3 separate regions of the Sus scrofa genome follow, and all the other regions are linked to region 2. The links are chromatin contacts, called in public Hi-C and HiChIP or PLAC-seq maps. All regions are on one chromosome and are shown on one strand. Each heading gives the region's core, a stretch centred on a gene start, on an enhancer-like site or on the middle of the called end of the contact. The rest is flanking DNA. Distances are from core to core; before and after follow the strand shown. Region 1 holds the start of MAPK1IP1L (MAPK-interacting and spindle-stabilizing protein-like). Region 2 holds the start of SAMD4A (protein Smaug homolog 1). Region 3 holds the start of SOCS4 (suppressor of cytokine signaling 4).

Region 1 (3,659 bases), core at 25-2,524, 490 kb before region 2:
GCACCTTATTGTCTTTCTAAATTCTAAAGATAAAAATCCAAAGATTTCTGAATTCCAAAACATACTGATCCCAAAGATTTCGATTAGGCGATTGGCTCTGTTCCTCCTGGAAAGAGGAGAAGAACACGCCGGTATATACAAGTTGGAGACAACCTAGTTATGACCAGGAGGTTCAGAAATGCCAGCAGCAAGGAAAATTTCTATTCTTCCTGCCCCATGAACACTCCTGAACAAAAGAACTTTTGTAAGATTTCTTAAGGCTACCTTCGCATGTAATGAGAGTTAGTTTTCAAAACAGGCGCTCAGAACCACTAGGTGTCTGAGTGTGTATTTCTTTACTAGCAATGCTAGAAACTTTTTTCCGGTCAGGTGGGTACGGTTTGATTCTTCAACAGTAGAATCTATATTTATTAAAAGTATTACTCTTGGTTTTTAAAAGAAAACGGTCCAAAGCTACCAAGCGCTCCTAAATCCTAAAAATGGGGAGTATTACAAAACTGAGGACTTCTCATAGTTTCTGTCACGGGTGTTCCTCTAATTGCTTTCAATTGCTCTAGAAATACCGACCAGAATGTTACACTGCGAATAATCTCAATTAGCTCCAAGGACGCCTCCAAGAATCGGGCCTGCCTCTCCCTTTCAGTAGAAGTAATGAATGAGGGAGGCGGGCTGGGCCAAGGGGCTCGAGGCCCGCAGCCCTTTAGGGCCAGACGAACAAAAGGAGTCCGGGATCAACCGGAGCTAACCGGCTAGCGAGCGGGTCGTGCCCGCCCGGGAAGGGATGGGGGAGGGGTCGTGCCCGCCCGGGAAGGGGTGGGGGAGGGGCCAGGCCCGCTCCCCGCCCCGCCCCCCAGCCAAGCCTGACGTCAAGCACGGAGAAACCCGTCCCGAGCGACGTCACCCGCCTCCCACACCTCCTCCCGGGGGGCGATCCGGAGATCAGCCCGCTGCCGGGAGCAGGATGACGGGGGGAAAGCCTTAGCCCTCCATCCCCCAAGAAGCTACTCCAGTCACCTCCGTTACCGCTCCCGCCTCCCGCTTGGGCGTGATCCCTCGCTCTCCTCCACGATTCCGCTAGTGCCCAAGCAGTCTCACCCGACAAGATCCGAGCCCGCGGAAAGGTCTAGAAGTGGCGATGGGTCCGCAGGAACTTGGCGCTGAAGAACCGAGCGCAACCCTACTGACGGCAGCGGCGACGGCGGCGGGGGCGGCAGCACCAGCAGCACCAGCAGCGCGCGGCTCCTCCTGGCGCCGGAACAGGAAGCGTCGAGCTCCGAGCGCGTAGCCCCCGCCCGCGCTCCGCCTTCCCTCGGGTCGGCTCGGCTGGGTCGGGCCGGCCGCGCGCGCCCCCTAGAGGGGCCCGGTAGCACTGCGGCCGTCCAGGCCCCCGCGGCCCCCTGCCCCTTGTGCTTGCCCTAGGGCGGCTCTTTCCTCCAGTTGGGCTAGAGGAAAGCTCTGGGTTTTCCGGAGTTTTGGGCAATCTGGAGGAAACGCTAGGGGCCGGTGACGTTCTGAGCAGTCTGGCTGAAATTGCTAACTTGTCTCCTGGAGAGGCTTGAAGGCAGGTTCTGGATTCCCTACAGCTGGTGGTCTCTAGAGCCACAGCTGGCTAGGTGTGAAAGCAGCCTAATCTCTGGACATGGATCATTTGACCAAAACTGGGGAGAGCTAAAGCAACCATACGGGAAGGGGAAGACAAAAAAAATTTTGTTTATAAATAGCTTGACAAATTGATACTAACTACAGAAACAACGGATGTCTTTGTAGATTTTTCTCATTTAGTATTGTCCTTACTTTTTTTTTTTTGCCACGCCTGGCATGTGGAAGTTCCTGGGCCAGGGGTAGAACCTGCTGAGCCAGAGCAGCGACCTAAGCAGCAGCATTGACAATGCCGGTTCCTTAACCCGCTGCTACGCGGAGAGTCTCACTCCACTTGTCCACTTTCGAATATACCTTTAAATACCTACTCTGTCACACCCAAAAGATGATTGACACGTGGCCCCACCATCAAGGAACCTGCTAGCTAGCTGGTAATGAAGATTACCAGCTATATATAGCTATGTGGTATATATATATATAGCTATGTGGTAATAATTTTGCATAACTATGGGCAAAACACATATAAAACGTACATGTATTTTACATGTAAAAATTACAAGTATGCGATATTTTTACAACTTTTTGCTTCTTTGCGTAAGATGTTGAAGGGACATTTTACTGTAAATTTCTTTTCTTTTCTTTTTTTTTTTTTTTTTTTTTGTCTTTTTGCCTTTTCTAGGGCGGCTCCCGCGGCATGTGGAGGTTCCCAGGCTAGGGGTCGAATCGGAGCTGTAGCCGCCGGCCTACACCACAGCTACAGCAATGCGGGGGCCTATACCACAGCCATAGCAATGCGGGATCCGAGCCGCGTCCGCAACCTACACCACAGCTCATGGCAACGCCGGATCATTAACCCACTTGGCAAGGCGGGCAAGGCCAGGGACCAAACCAGCAACCTCATGGTTCCTAGTCTGATTCGTTAACCACTGCACCTGGAAGGGAACTCCTACTGTAAATTTCTTTTTTTTTCTTTTTGTCTTTTTGCCATTTCTTGGGCTTTTCTTTTTGCCATTTCTTGGGCCGCTCCCACGGCATATGGAGGTTCCCAGGCTAGGGGTCGAATCGGAGCTGTAGCCACCGGCCTACACCAGAGCCACAGCAACGCGGGATTCGAGCCGCATCTGCAACCTACACCACAGCTCACGGCAACGCCGGATCATTAACCCACTGAGCAAGGGCAGGGACCGAACCCGCAACCTCATGGTTCCTAGTCTGATTCGTTAACCACTGCGCCACAATGGGAACTCCTTCTTTTGATTCTTAAATGTTGCACAAAAAAAATTCATCACTGTCTTTTGGTCGAAAAAATTTTGTGTCCACATTGAGTGCTTCACTCACCTCATTCTAGTCCTGGTCATGTGTATCAGAGTGAGCAACAGCCTCCAGCTCTTCCTATGTTCCCAGTCAATAACTGAGCATGGTGGAAGTTCCAGAGCTATGCAGCTCTGTCTCATGTGGCCTTCTACAGGCAACCTCTCTCTACTGGGAACTAAATCCCCACCTAGCTTTTTTAGAACTGCACTGCCCTCCCTACCCAGTGTTTCCTTTCAGAGATGTCAGATCTGCAATGTGAGATGAAGACTTCCCACCTTCTCCTCCTCTCTTCCCTTTTTTCTTAATAGGTGTGCACCCCCCCCCAATAAATTTCTTGCACATTCAGTCACATCCTGGCATCTGCTTCTGGAGGACCCAAAATGAGACACTAAAAACTTAAAGGAAAATGTGTAACAGATTTAAAATTTTCTATTATCAGATCTAAGTTGAATGTGTCAGGTAAAGAAAGAAATGTGGGTTTTTTTGGAGTTCCTCTCGTGGCTCAGTGGTTAATGAACCTGACTAGCTTCCATGAGGACACAGGTTCAATCCCTGGCCTTGCTCAGTGGGTTAAGGATCCAGCGTCTCCACCAACTGTGGTGTAGGTTGCAGACACGTCTCGGATCCTGCGTTGCTGTGGTGCAGGCCAGTGGCTACAGCTCTGATTTGACCCATAGCCTGGGAACCTCCTTAGGTCGAGGGTGTGGCCCTAAAAGGACAAAAGACAAAAGACAAAAAAAAAAAAA
Region 2 (3,779 bases), core at 1,100-3,599:
GCCTCGCCTTTGAGTCCCCGGGGACCAGAGAGCAGGGGCGGGGCCCAGGCCGAAGGCTGGGAAGCCGGAGTTCGGGGTGGGAGGGCGGACCGGACAGCAGGACGTCGGCGGCAGCGCACTTACCGGGACTGTTGGCCTCGCCTTCGAGGACGTGCAGCTCGGCGCAGTCGGCCAGCGAGTGCTCCAGGCAGAGCTGGAGGAAACGGGCCTGGGTCTGGCTCACGCGCTTGAGCAGCGACAGCAGAGCAACAGTCTGCTCGCACTCGTTCCAGCCCTTAAACCAGCCCGCCAGCACCCCGACCTGGTCGCGAAACATCATGGTTAGGGGGCGGCCCTCGGTCTACAAAGCCCCCTGGGCGCCCCAGCCCGCCCCGCCCGCCCCAAAGTTTGGCGGAGCCGCAGCCCCGCGGCCGCCCGAGACGCGTTCCGGTTCCAAGGTGGCTCTGGTGCCCGGACGCTGCAGGTATTGCCTCGGCTCCTGCCTCTCTCGTCTGGTTTCAGTTACGTTCCGGTGATTCTGGCTGATTTCCCCCAGAGATGATGACAGACAGTAGCACGGAAATGTTTCTTTTTAAAAAAATAGCGATTAAAAAAATTTTTCCCCACAAGGCACACAAACTGAATGAATGCTCTCTTTCCCCCCCACCCTTCTCGCGGCTTCGGGATGGTGATTTCCGGCGTCCGGGGGGGTCTCTTCCCCGCTGGGCGGCAGCTCGGACCCTTCACACCCGCATTCCCGAGCGGCGATCACCACTGGAAGGAGAGAAAGGGCTGCAATGAGACCTCGGCCAGCGAGGGAGCGCGCTCGGGAGGGGATGGAGGGGGGCGCCCCGAGGGGGGTTTGGTCCCCCAAATCCGGCTGCCCCTCCACACCCGGATGCTGGAGATGAGCTATTCCCCTTCTGGGAATGGCAAGAAGCCTCCTTCCCAGGTGCGTGAGGAGACCCCAAGGCTTCCTGTTGCTGCTGATGCGAATGCCTAGTGCTCCCCACACACCCCACCCGGAGTGGCCTTGGGGGCTGTGCTTGCGAAAGCCCGCACCAGCAACAGATCTTCCTCGAGCAGAAAACTTGCAATGCGGCTGCGAAGGGGCGCGGGGGTGGGGGTGGGAGCTAATGCAAAGCAGAGGCTGAAGCAGCAGCAGCCAGAGTTCCTTCCTCCTCCTCCTCCTCCTCCTCCTCTTATTCCCCCTCCCCCCCTCCCCTTCGCCACCACCTCCTCCTCCTCCCGGAGAAGCAGCCGAACGGCTGCAGCTCCATCTACAGCAACAGCCAGCATCTCCACCGCCAGGCGCCCCTCTGGATTTAGGCCGTGAGCGGCCGCGGCAGCAGCTCAAGACAAAAATAAACTCTCCCCACCCAAAGCTCCGAGCCCAGCGGGCGGAGGCTCAGCCGGAGCCCCGGCTCCCCCGCGCCGTGCCGCTCCAGCCCACCCGGGATGTCTCCGAGGGCCTACTTCGCCCTGAACGATCAAATGAGTGCGTGCGTGTGCGTCTGTGTGTATGTGAGTATGTACGTGTGTGTGTGCTGTAGGCATCCTGCCCCCGCTGCCGCCGCCTACGGGCGGGTCTGTCCGGCCCAATGCCTCGCCCGCGCGTCCCAGGCCGAAGGCGGCACAGACACGAGCGCATGCCGAGCGCGGGTCTGCCGGAGCCCACAGCACTGCCTCCCCTGGTGGGCAGGGTGGCTCGGCAGGGACTGCGGCTCCACGACGCTGGCACACGCCCCCAAACGACTGACAAGAAGAAAAGTTCGGTTTCGAGGGCTCCCCCAGTCCTAAACCAGTCCGGGTGGCCGCCGGGGGTGGCGGCGGCGGCGGCGGCGAAGAGGGACTAGCAACTCAGCCAACCCTTGAGGGGCGGCTCACTCCCAGCATCCGGTTTCCCCGCTCCCAGAACTTCCCGAGCGGAGGGGGCACGTCCCCCGGGAAAAGGACCTAGGGCCCCGCGGGTCCCCTCCCTGGGGCAAATGAGAGAGGGCGCTCACCTCGGAGCGGTTCATCTCGGCGGCTCGGGGCCCCAAGCGCGGGTCCGGGACCGCGGCAACTCTCAGCGAGGTTGGGGACGCCCGAAGCGCGGGCTGCGGGCCATGCCGTCGGAGCGGGCGGCGCTGAGAGAGCGCAGCGCTGCGGGTCCCAGCCGCCGCTCCTGCTGTCTCCAGTGTCGGCTGGCGGAGGACTGAGCCGCCGGAGCCGGAGCTCCCCACATGCTACTGATTAACATACACCATTACATCATGGGCTTGGCAGGGAGCGCCCGAGCGGGGGGAGAGGAACCCGGGCGGCGGCGGCTGCACACTGGGGGAGTCGGGGGAGGATCCCCGGACCCGGCCGGCGGCGAGGGTGGGGGGCGGATTCCTTAGCGGGGACCAGAAAAGGGGAGGGGATCGAAGAGGGAGGAGCCGGATGGCGCAGTGGGGTAGGGTTGGAGGAACAGCGGGGGGAGGGAAGAAGTTTGGAGAAGGGGAGGGGTCCAAGTGAATTCCTCCCCTCGACCGCCCGCGAGTTCTGGAGGGGTTGGGGCGCTGGAGCAGCTGGAGAGCAGGCGGAAGGGGACTTGGAGGGCGCTGCAGCGGAGTCGGTGCTGCCACAGGCTGCTCGTCCTTGGGAATGTGGTTCGCCGACTCGGGTGACCCCTTGCCCTTACTGGGGCCCGGGAGTGGCAGGGTCCTGGGGTCACCAGCGCTAGGGGCGTGGAAGGGTTCCGGGGTTCGCGGACCCGAAGAGCGGAGGAGGCGGAGGGGCGGTATGCAACGCTGGACGTGCCTAGGCACCGGGCTCCGTGCGGCCCGTGTCCCAGGAGCGCGAAAAGTGCCGGGAAGCTCACCCCTCTCCTGGGTCGGGCCTTGGATGCCCTTTGCTCCTGCGCCGCTCTCCCCTGGGGAAGCCGCCAGACTTCTGGGGCCAGCCGGCGAGCTACGTCTGGCGCGCGGGCTGCAGCTGCGGACCTTGAGCGGAGACGAGCGCCTCCCCGGGCGGCAAGGAGGCAGACGAGGCCACCTGTCAGCGCGTCTGAGTCACCGGGCTGGGCAGCCTTTACCTGGACCTGCTGAGTGCGCGAGGCCGAGGCCCGGCAGGGGCTTCTTAGGTCCTGGCCGCGCAGAAAAGGAGGGGGATGGGGATGGGGCTGCGGAGCCGAAGCCAGACGGCACAGAGAGAGCTGGGAAAGCGCCCTCCGGTAATAGAGGATGGGTCAAAAATACACTAACACCTGAAAATCGCTTTGTCTTCTAACTTTAATTGATTATTCACAGGTAGACTTGATAACCAAATCCTTGCTATCCGTATTTTCGAGCATTTCTCCAGCACCTTGAGGTTTTGTTTATGAGTACTGAGAAATTAGTGAAACGCATGCCTCAAACCTGGCCCTCCCTGCTCTTGTTAATATAGTATTTTTTTTTTAATTATTGGAGTATACTTGACTTAAAAGTTGTTAATTTCAGGCATAGAGCAAAGTAAATCACACATATACATTTATATGTATTTATATACATATATATCCATTCCTTTTTGCTAATACGGATTTTTTTTTAAGATAAAGTATCTGAGATATTCTACTGATTAACACTTCCTTCTTTAACTCCAGCATATGTCCCTAGATTTTCAATCCTTCCTTCCTTCCTCAAACCTAGTTTTTGCACCGTTTAGTTCCTGTCAGACATGTAACAGTGCCTAACCATCTGTCGGGGGTATTGAAAGGAATTGTGGAGTTGCAAAAATTTAGGTGTCACCATTAAGATAGGGTGTGTGAATAATTTTCTTTGGCTAATTATTAACCAGCC
Region 3 (3,642 bases), core at 946-3,445, 460 kb before region 2:
TCACCCTATTGTCCTTGAGAACAGCAATATTTGTGAGCCTACGGGTGGTATGAACAGTCACAACAGAGCAAAGCTAACTAACCTTCACTGCAATTGAAGCTGCGACCTTGGCATCATTCTCAGTGAGTTCATTCAGCTACTCACTCCTATGAGACATGCACTGTTAATGATAAATAAGTCCATTTGGAAAAAATTGACAATCACATCAATGACAGAGAGCTACACTGGTTTCTTTTTAAAGAGCTATATTAAATAACCAGGCAATTTTGCTAAGATATGTTATATACATTTCATTACCACACTACTGTCTTGTACATATTGTTTGAATGTCTGTTTCCCTCAACAAGATGATGAATTCACTGAAGACATTAAAATCTGTCTTTTAAAAATTTTTACTGGATAATGATTCCAACAACTCCATTTTAAATGAAACCGTTAAATGCCCACCCAAAATACCTCATTAATAACACATGACAATTACTTTTATTCATGCATGAGTATCTACTATATACTTTATCAATTCTATAAAGGTAACCTACATTTTAGAGAAGAAACTGACATTCCAAAAAAGTAAAGAAGCATATATTCAAGGTCATTTCTAAAGCTCAAGATCATTGAACGTGTGTGTTAATTTCCATACCTGTGAAATTTGTTAAACCTATGAATAAAACAGCTCGGTTGCTAAGGCAGAGTGAAAGCAATGTGGACACCATTCATAATTTTAAAGTCACATGGTGTTACAGATTTTATAGTTAGGGCATTTTATAGCTATAACTTTAGTTCCAAATATGCAGATTCTGCTTATGCTTAGCTCTGAAAAGCACTACACTGACATTTCATGAAGATTTACTGGACATACTATCAGAGTTCGCCTTGAACCCCTAGTCTATCTGATGATATTGACTCGGATTAAAAAAAATTAGATCTAAAATCAGTCTATCTAGACAACGAATGATCTCCAAATAAAATTAACTCACTCGGAAAAAATAATCTCAGAATATCTTTTGCTCTTGTGGGAAATCAACAATAGGTTGGTTATTTTTCCACAAACCCCAAGTTCTTTTTCAGCCAATCACTCTTCATCTTCATTCATATGTCAAACCTCAGTGTCTGGCAAGCCTACTTGGAGCCCTAGTACTCAAAACAACACCTTTCACAATGCCGCCTCATTAAGAACAATACCACGGTTTGTCTAAATGTGCGTTTGCAACTTTTCCCAAAGGAACTAGACTGAAAAACAATGGGAAAAATCTCTACAATAGAAAAACGTTCCACTTACGTCATAAACAACGTCCGATTGAGACCAGAAGGTGGGTACCACACAAAAATGTCATTGTGAAGGTTTTCATCAAAGACTGGTTTCCCAACATGGAGAACGTGAAGACACAAGGACAGCATAAACTGAATGGCCAAGAGCTTAGCAAAGACCGCAAGGATCGAACCAAGTATTCAACAAAATACTCTAGTTCCAGTGCTGCTGCTGCTGCTTTTTTTTTTAATCTGAAAATGAACTTCAGTGAACTTTAGGAAGGGTCTGAATACGGAAACCTGAGTTTCTTTTTAAGGGATGCATATGAAATGTCCTAAAGAATAAGCATTAATGTACATGCCAGACCTCCAGGAACCATGAACTGAGATTAACTCTTCTCTCTTTTATCTATATAGAAATGACAAGGTGAAGGAGCGAAGAATGCCAAGATTGAAGGCTAGAGAAGGATCTCGCCTACCTCTTCTCCAAAGAACATGCCCAAAGATCTCGTTCCCTAGCCGGGTCGCAAGGAGGGGCTGGACCCATTAAGGGACCGGGATATGGTTGCCTGTGAGAAGCGCTTAGCAAGTAGAAGCAGACCCCGACGGGCACTGCCAGGCAGCAATCACCCTTCCCCCTCTCACCTCTCGGAGTGCAGTTTAACTAGGGCTGTCCGAGTAACTGCCGCCATCAGCACCGCCATCACTCTGGGTGCTCGCTGAGGGGGAGGAGTGAGGCCCACCCACTCCAGCACCTCCTGTAGGTCCTAGAAGGCGGATGCCGGTCTGCAAGCCTCTATCCCTCGGCGCTGGGTTCTCATCTTCGATATCGCCGTCACTGCCTCCACCCGCTCTCCCAGCGATGCCACCACTTCCGTATTCGGCTCCCTCCCTTTCTTCCTCACTCCCCCAGCAACCGGCTTTTTCCCAGGCGGCCGGCGCGCCGCTGACGCCACCGCTCGGCGACCTGGGTCCAGACCCGCGCTGGGCGTGGGCGGACTGGCGCAGGCGCCGTATGCGATCACGCCAAGCGCGGGAAGCGGCCCTGAGCGCGCTGGCTTCTGGCTTTTCACAGTCGCAGGGGTCCGGTCTGCTGGGTGAGTTTTCCTCCCTGCAGTCAGCGTCCGTGCGGCCCATGGAGGAGAAGCGTGTCTTTTTCTTGGCTTAGTGTCTTACAAGCCTCTCCTGTATCCTGTTTCTGCCCCTCGGGTGGGGGAAAAGGGGCTGCCGAGGTGTGTCCGGGAGGAGACTAACCTCTCTTCTTGCCGCTTTAAAATAACACTAGCTTTTATAAAACATTTTCAGGTAGGTAAAGGAAAAGATGCCTGCCACACAGAAGCCTATGAGATATGGACACACAGAGGGACACACAGATGTCTGTTTTGATGATTCTGGGAGGTAAGGCACTTTGAGAAGCAAAAGGAACGTTTCAGGTGTGATTTATTAGAACAGTTATTCTTATATGTCCTGTTAGCTGTCTGCCTAAAATTATTCGGATAGAAATAAGGTTGAAATCTAAAATGGCACATATATTTCCTCATATTTACTGTTTCATTCAGACCGTGGTAATTCAGTGTATCAAGAAAGTTAAGGAGCGTGAAATCTTACTTCCAGAGGAGTTGGAAGGGTGTGAGCTTTTCCCCACATTAACCCTTTGTTCACGTCCCCTGAGCATCTCACACTATTATTATTAATAATAGTTCTTTTGCTAGATCAGTAGCTGCTTGTTTGTCAAATTTAGTGGCCCTTTCTGTCTTCGGGATATTTTATCCTTCCTTGCCTTTTATGATGCCCTTTCCCGTTCTAAATTGTATTTAACTTTCAAACAGCTTTTTTTTTCCTCTTATTTCTTCAGCTTGGTTCCTAAGTGGTGATATTGTCGCAGGGTTATTCTAGTCCCTGTAGAGGGAAATAATCAATAAATGGCCTATACTAGGAATAGAAAAGAGTTTTATTTGAGCCAAGCTGAGGGCTGTAGCCCAGGAGACACAGATTAAAGCACTTAAATTGTGTTCTATCAGACTGCACAATGAGGGAGGCTTATAACAGCGAATACTGCAAAGTTACGTAAGTTGTTTGTGAAGAGTTATAACTGCAGCTGGTGAGAATTAAGGGTGCTTGTTAAGTAAGGGTTACTTGTTCAGTATGGTTGCATAGTTATAAGGGGAGACCTTGATACCATAGAATTGCAGCTGGCAACTGCTAGCATATTGTTTTGAGAACGGTTGGTGGTATCCTAGGGTACAATATAGTTCAGAAAATTCAGGTTCTCAGTAATGCAGGAATGTGTCTAAAACCACAGTGGCCACCTAGCTCCGTTTTGAATACTTGAACTGCAGTTACTCCATTTTGATATTTTAATGAATTCTTCTCCTTAGTGGTTAAAGCCAATGA

The links. Hi-C and Micro-C count contacts between places; a contact is called where the count stands out from the background. HiChIP or PLAC-seq counts read pairs in DNA pulled down with a chosen protein or histone mark.
Region 1: a contact with region 2 is called in an H3K27ac HiChIP or PLAC-seq map of alveolar macrophages. The contact joins the promoter of MAPK1IP1L here to the promoter of SAMD4A in region 2. A contact is called at or near these places in 3 of 47 Hi-C or Micro-C datasets (embryonic fibroblasts, heart right ventricle and skeletal muscle) and 2 of 2 datasets of contacts at active chromatin or transcription factors (alveolar macrophages and skeletal muscle).
Region 3: a Hi-C map of embryonic fibroblasts shows a contact between it and region 2, with 2.2 times the contacts expected there. The contact joins the promoter of SOCS4 here to the promoter of SAMD4A in region 2. A contact is called at or near these places in 1 of 5 promoter capture datasets (fetal skeletal muscle), 2 of 47 Hi-C or Micro-C datasets (embryonic fibroblasts and fetal skeletal muscle) and 1 of 2 datasets of contacts at active chromatin or transcription factors (alveolar macrophages).

Annotation. Positions count from the first base shown.
Region 1 is chr1:184,398,959-184,402,617 of Sscrofa11.1, reverse strand. It overlaps MAPK1IP1L (MAPK-interacting and spindle-stabilizing protein-like), which reads right to left and starts at 1,274. Exons shown (of 4, transcript XM_021102280.1): 1 at 1,015-1,274. All of the region lies in intron 2 of LOC110262207 (a long non-coding RNA gene), which reads left to right.
Region 2 is chr1:183,913,907-183,917,685 of Sscrofa11.1, reverse strand. It overlaps SAMD4A (protein Smaug homolog 1), which reads right to left and starts at 2,349. Exons shown (of 13, transcript XM_021102232.1): 1 at 1,986-2,349; 2 at 124-753. The coding sequence starts at 319.
Region 3 is chr1:184,377,570-184,381,211 of Sscrofa11.1, reverse strand. SOCS4 (suppressor of cytokine signaling 4) reads right to left here and starts at 2,195. Exons shown (of 2, transcript NM_001162889.1): 1 at 1,894-2,195. WDHD1 (WD repeat and HMG-box DNA-binding protein 1) reads left to right here and starts at 2,238. Exons shown (of 26, transcript XM_021102265.1): 1 at 2,238-2,345; 2 at 2,554-2,646. The coding sequence starts at 2,570.